Linked DNA regions of Sus scrofa: region 1 is linked to region 2. A link is a contact called in public Hi-C data. All regions are on one chromosome and are shown on one strand. Each heading gives the region's core, a stretch centred on a gene start, on an enhancer-like site or on the middle of the called end of the contact. The rest is flanking DNA. Distances are from core to core; before and after follow the strand shown.

Evidence for each region. Hi-C and Micro-C count contacts between places; a contact is called where the count stands out from the background.
Region 1: a contact with region 2 is called in a Hi-C map of heart right ventricle, with 2.2 times the contacts expected there. The contact joins the promoter of GATA4 here to the promoter of MTMR9 in region 2. A contact is called at or near these places in 2 of 47 Hi-C or Micro-C datasets (heart right ventricle and liver).

Annotation. Positions count from the first base shown.
Region 1 is chr14:14,886,781-14,890,057 of Sscrofa11.1, forward strand. GATA4 (GATA binding protein 4) reads left to right here and starts at 1,873. Exons shown (of 6, transcript NM_214293.1): 1 at 1,873-2,488. The coding sequence starts at 1,873.
Region 2 is chr14:14,456,363-14,459,811 of Sscrofa11.1, forward strand. It overlaps MTMR9 (myotubularin-related protein 9), which reads left to right and starts at 1,612. Exons shown (of 10, transcript XM_021072388.1): 1 at 1,612-2,256. The coding sequence starts at 2,075.

The sequences.
Region 1 (3,277 bases), core at 623-3,122, 430 kb after region 2:
TGTTATAAAAGTTTTATAAGACTGTGTTATAAGAGCTTTACATGTATTATTTTATAATCCTCACTCATAATGATCCTACAATATAGTTACCTTTACTATTTGAATTTTTGCAAACAGGAAACTGAGGCACAGAAAAGTTAAGTAAATCTAAAGTCAGTCATTAAGTGGCAGAGTAGGTATTAGTACATAGTTAATATCTTTGTAAATCTACTATTGCAATAAAACAGAAACCATTGTTAAGAGTAGCTGCCTTTTCTTAAGGAGAAAAATGGGCATAGGCTGGACAGCCTTAAACCCCTGAAGTCCCATAGATCCTGTCCCCCACTCCCTTTAATTGTATTTTGATGTTAGAGGAGTTTCAAAACTTTCTGATGCTTCAGTTCCCTCTTTGGTAAAATTAGGAGAGACACTTTTGCTTGGTGGAGTTGTGGAGAAAAATGAACTGAAACCAAGCAGGCGCTTCAGAATATGGAGCTCTTAGTTTTATCAGAAAAATTGCCTGGTGAAATCAAAACACAGGATGCAAGGATATAAGCAAGTCCTTCAAACTGTTCTTTCCCTGAAGCAGTTTCTTTGGTGTTCTGATCCCCTACACAGGTGGAGCAGTGATTCCATATGAAAATTCTATTCAGTGAAGTGGTATGGTCCAGTGAATACTGTAGTTTTTTGCAAAGTGACCCTCACTTTTCTCATCTTAATATCTAGTCTGCAAAATCTCCAAAATAAAACTGTTTGCAAGAAACGTGTGTCTTGTCTGATTTGATGTCTACATAGTGTATGGACAAGAGATTCCACAAACCTTTTCACCGAGATTTAGCAGACGCTGTGCTCATTTATAAATGTTTAGACTCTGCCTCTAGTTAAAAAAAAAATTGCGAAGAACAATTTCATACGTTTCTGGTTTTTATAAAGTTTGTCATTGTCTTCCATAGGCAATAAAGTTCTTTCATGGCCAGGATCAGTTGCGGAAGGGTAGGATAACAGAGATGAGCGAGATTTCCTGGGAACTAGGCACGGCAGGAAAACCCGAAACACTTGGACTTTTAAAATATTATAACAAGAATACGCTAGCAATAAGGTAAAATTAAAGTTCTTCCTAAGAAGCAATACAAAAAACAACAACAAAAACAAACCTGAGATCACAACAAATAGTTAGACGTCCAATAACCAAGAAGTCCCGTTTCTAAGGCGCCGCTCCCCATGGCGTCCCTCAGGTAACCAGACTCCATGGCCTCTGCAGAACAGCTTCCCACGGAACCGTGTGGCCTCCGAAGCTGGGCCCCCAAGACTGGCGGTTTTGTTTGCAGGGCGGAAGAAGCTATCAGGCTTAGGGGAAATGAGCTCCGAAAAATCCAGATGAACATTTTTCCCTCTATGTCGTTCTCCCTTAGGACCGCGGCTGCATCGCGGAGGAAAGGAGCCAGCCGGGCCCCTCGGCCTTGGAGCCAGCTTACCGCACCCTGCGCCCCAGGCCTGGGTGCCCTGAAAACGGCGGCGCCTCGCAGGGACCAGCCCGGCCCGCGTGAGACCGGCGGGAGCCCCACACCCACGCCCAGGCGCTTCCCTCCGTCTCCGGGACCTCCAGGCCCTGCAGTGGATTCGGCTCTTCCTTCACCACCCCTGGGAACGACCACAAATTCAATTTGGGATTTTTCTGAGTAAACCCGAGCTTAGACGCTTTTGCTGGATTTATTTAATACGTACATATTTTTTGAAGGATTTGTGGTTTTTTACCTTTGATTTTTGATCTTCGTTTTTGTGACAGCCCCTCGCCTGTACATTATTATTCGTATTTATATTTTTTTGTTATTATTTTCTTTCCCCGCCTTGCTTCTTGGCCCGAGGACTCGGACGCTGCGAGCGCGCGGGGCGATGTACCAGAGCCTGGCCATGGCCGCCAACCACGGCCCGCCTCCGGGGCCCTATGAGGCGGGCGGCCCGGGCCCCTTCATGCACAGCGCAGGCGCCGCGTCCTCGCCCGTCTACGTGCCCACGCCGCGCGTGCCCTCCTCTGTGCTCGGCCTGTCCTACCTCCAGGGCGGAGGCGGGGGCGCCGCGGCCGGGGCCGCCTCGGGCGGCAGCTCCAGTGCCGCGCCGTCGGGCGCTGGGCCCGGGACCCAGCAGGGCAGCCCGGGCTGGAGCCAGGCGGGAGCCGAGGGAGCCGCTTACACCCCGCCGCCCGTGTCGCCGCGCTTCTCCTTCCCGGGCACCACCGGGTCCTTGGCCGCCGCCGCCGCCGCCGCCGCGGCCCGGGAAGCCGCGGCCTACAGCAGTGGCGGCGGGGCGGCGGGCGCGGGCCTGGCGGGCCGCGAGCAGTATGGGCGAGCCGGCTTCGCGGGCTCCTACTCCAGCCCCTACCCCGCCTACATGGCCGACGTGGGAGCGTCTTGGGCCGCGGCCGCCGCCGCCTCCGCCGGTCCCTTCGACAGCCCGGTCCTGCACAGCCTGCCCGGCCGGGCCAACCCCGCCGCCCGACACCCTAATCTCGGTGAGTGCTGAGCGCGAGTACCCGGGCAGTTGGTAGGGAACGGGGGCCGTCATGATTCCTGTTAGGGACTTTTAATTTTAAACAAGTATGTGGGGGGGGGGGTGAGGAGAGGGTTGCGCGAGTTTCTGAGGAAAGCAAACGGGAGGACAACTTGGAGGCCAGGGCGATGGTGGCGGTGAAGGGCACAGCCCCCGGAGCCCAGTTATTTTAGGTGAGGGTGGGCGTGTCCTCTAGATCCTTTTCTGGAAGGGAGAGAAAGCTGCAGGGATACGGGTCTGAGTGCGTCCTCCGCGCAGCCCCAGGCCTCGGGTGACTGGGCCGCCGTGCGCCCCTCGAGCCCTCGGTGCACTGCGCTGCGACCACCGGGTTGCTGCGCCCGCTTCCTCCTGGCCCGGCTCAGAGCCCCAGCCCGGGACTGATTACAAGGCTTAGGCCCACGATCTTCTGGGCCATTTGGCATCCAAGCTGGAGGATACTTTGCGGTGGCAGATTTTCCGGTCGTGGATTTCACACCGGGAACAAACGAGGGACCAGAGGAGCAATGGAGATGGGTTGAACCGGGGCCAGCACGAGGTGTGAGGCGGGTGCCTGGGGGCCCGAGCGTGTTGTGACATTGTGTTGGTCGGTGGATGGAGGTGCCCAGGGCTTCGTCGGAAGCGTACCCTTGGTCGGTGTCAGAACACCGGAAGCCCAGAGCCGCTTCTTTATAATGTCGGACTTAAGTGGAGACTTTGCCGCAGATTCACAGTTGAGTCTCCTCTTGTCCCCGAGGGCTGGGGTTAGAAATAA
Region 2 (3,449 bases), core at 362-2,861:
TGTAAGGTGTCGACTGTTTTCTGTACATTATAAATGCCATCATCTTATTTGGTTTATCAGAATCCTCTGAGACCCTTATACCCAGGAGTTCAGATTATAACTTACTTGACTACAGCTTCACTTAAGAGCGAATGCCTATCCCATTACTGTTGAACTCTGCCATCTACTGCTCATATAGTAAGTTAACCTATTTTGCTCCCTACCTCCTTTAGTCTCTATTATTGAATGTTTTCTTCAGATCACAAGGGCTTTCTATGCTTGAAGTTTCAACCCAGAGAAGATGTCATTTTCTAATAGTTTCCGGTATTTCATTATTACAGTCCAGCATAATATTGACAGTTTTCTCTCGTGGGCAAAAAGAGTTTATGCCTTAATGGAATATTAAACATTTTAAAATTTACGGAGTTCCCATCGTGGCGCAGTGGTTAACGAATCCGACTAGGAACCATGAGGTTGCGGGTTCGGTACCTGCCCTTGCTCAGTGGGTTAACGATCCGGCGTTGCCGTGAGCTGTGGTGTAGGTTGCAGACGCGGCTCGGATCCCGCGTTGCTGTGGCTCTGGCGTAGGCCAGTGGCTACAGCTCCGATTGGACCCCTAGCCTGGGAACCTCCATATGCCGCGGAAGCGGCCCAAGAAATAGCAAAAAAAGATAAAAAAAAAATTAATGATATTATATTCTTTCCATAGGCTCTTTTTCAGGAAGAAGTCACGAAATTTCTAAAGAATTTTTCCTTAGTTCTAGTAGGCATCATCAAACTCGTCAGCTATCTTGGCTACACTTCATGCGGGTTGTAAATCTTACTCTAACTTCTCCATAACACTTTCCCTAATTTTTCATTTTGTAAGTAAATTTTCCCGTCCACAACTGGTAATTGCTATGATGAACTACACAGTGGGAAAACAACAAAAATTCCAAGTCAAGGAAAAAAAAAAAAAGCTTTATAAATCATTTCTCCTCGGTCTCCCTTCTCTGTTGCTTCCTGGCATAATCTAGGCGTCTGGAAGTAGTTTCGTTGGATTGTATTCAATGGCGAAACAGTGCAGTGGTGAACAATGCCCAGTGCCTTGGATTTCATAGACCTAGATTGAAAGAGCCGCTACAGATTAGCCGTGTTTTGGAAGTCACTGGAGCTTCCGTACAGGACATCGCTTCCTTTTCTGTGTATTGTATGTATTTCTTCCTAGGTCCCCCCTCTCACAGGTGTTTGTTCAAGGTCACAACCCCTGCGGCATCCGTCCTTGCCCCTCCCTTACACCTAGAGCGTCTCTGGAGTCATAATCACCGGTTCGATCCCACCTGCCGCCTTTTCACCGCGAATGGATGAAAATCGTCACAATTAACAGCAGCCTTCCGCTCTGAAGACGATTACTTGAAGAATTACTACTCAAGTGGAAGAAGGCAGATCAGGGACCTCTTCTTACCGTCCCTTTTCCCTCGGCCTTTTCTCCTAAGAAATATTTGTGTGGGTGGCGGATGCAGTGGGGGGCATACGGACAAAGAGCTTTTTCCTACTAGGAACACAAATCTTCAGTTCCGGCTGTATATCCGGAGGCATTTTCATAGGACATAGGCGGGGGTCAGACATCCGAGTCTGACTTCCTGTCATATGAATTTCAAGCTCGCCGCTTCCGCCCGGAGTTGCTCTAGGCTCCCGCTGCGAGCAGCTACTTCCGCCAGGAGTCCTTAGGGTCTCAGTTTTAGACTCTGACCCTAGGGCGGCCTCCTCCTCCTCCTTGCATCCTTCCCACCCGGGGCCGGGTCCCTAGGTGCGGCGGTAGCTGTTGGGTTTGTCGCGGAGCGTCCTCACTACACGAGTCCTCGGCCTGGGGCGGGGACTGAGCGGTGTGGCAGAGACGCTCGGCCTGGCCCAGCCCAGATCTTTCACTGGCCAGTGACGGTGGCCAGGGGCCTCGCCGCGCCTACCCCGGCTTGGGGCGGGGCGCGGCCACCCCGCCCCGGCTCCCGCCCCTCCGGCCTGCCCAGTGCCGGGTCGTTCCCTTCAGCCCTGCGGCGGTGTAACCTTCTCGCACCTCCCGGACTCGGCAGTCCCCTGGCTCCGGCCGCTGGGGAACATGGAGTTTGCGGAGCTGATTAAGACGCCGCGGGTGGACAACGTGGTGCTGCACCGGCCTTTCTACCCGGCCGTCGAGGGGACCTTGTGTCTGACTGGTCACCACCTGATCCTGTCGTCCAGGCAGGACAACACGGAGGAGCTGTGGCTCCTCCATTCAAACATCGACGCCATCGACAAGCGGTGAGTGCCTACCCCACCCCCTCCCTATTCTGCGGGGAAAGTGGGGTCGTCAGGTGCACGTCTGCGAGAACGTGCCCCAGTGTTTTCTTCGCCTCCTGTCGCCCAACTAGCCAGCAGAACGAGCCTCCTCCAGTCCAGATTGAGGATTTGAGTTTTAGAAAGCAGAAAACCATCCAAATGAGATATGTGGTTTCTGTTAAATCTAACTGGAATTCCCAGGGGTATCACGTGGTTTTTTTTTATCCTGATTGCCATTTTTGGTATATACCACTATTTGGGTGGATTTGCAACGTTTTCTTTTAAAATTTCTTCTTCACCATCATATTCCTTGAATATTAATTGTCCATCATAGTTCATGAAGTTGTGATTGATGTGATTTTGGTGAAATCTTTACTTGCCACTTCTGAGCAAAACTCAACTCAGTATAAATGCCACAAAACCTTTCCCCCCTCTTAAAAATGTTCAGTTTATCATATTTCTCCTTACTTTTATTTTCCAAGTCATCAACTTAACACTTCCCATTATGGGAGATTATAACGTCTTCTATTTATCTTTGTTCTGCTTTTGGAAAGAACACAATTGGCTCTTAAACCAAGGCATTAATTAACCTCTTTTTTGCATCCCACTCTGTCCTTCCAGGGTAGTGTCTCAGAGTCATAAAGTTATCTTTTATCATCACAATTCCCAGAGGCTCTGTGTACTTAATGTAGCCCAAAGAAGGTCAATTGGTTATCCAATTTACACTAAGATATAAATGATTGACATCAGCTTTTTCAATTACCTCTCAGGAGAATTAGGATATTAAGATTCCTAGAGAGGGTACACCTTAAGGGAAAATACTATCTAACAATAGAAGTTAAACACTATATGAGGAAGTGGTGATAGAGTTATGGTTTCAAACAGAGGGATCCTGCTGAACTCCTGAAATCACATTCTCCTGTGTAAAAGTTTTTAATATTCTCTCCTTGCCTGCATATAATGTCGACACCCCTTAGTCTGTCTTGCTGGCACTCCTTATTCTGGCCCTACCTACTTCTTGCCATTCCCTTTCCTGAACTCTTTTTACCAGCCAGTCCTCACTATTTATTTATTTATTTGCTCATCCTTGTCCTGCATTCTCTGATGTCTGTATTTTACTGACATTCTCTTCCTTCTGCCTGGAATGCCTTGCTCCTCCCAAATTTGTTAAACAT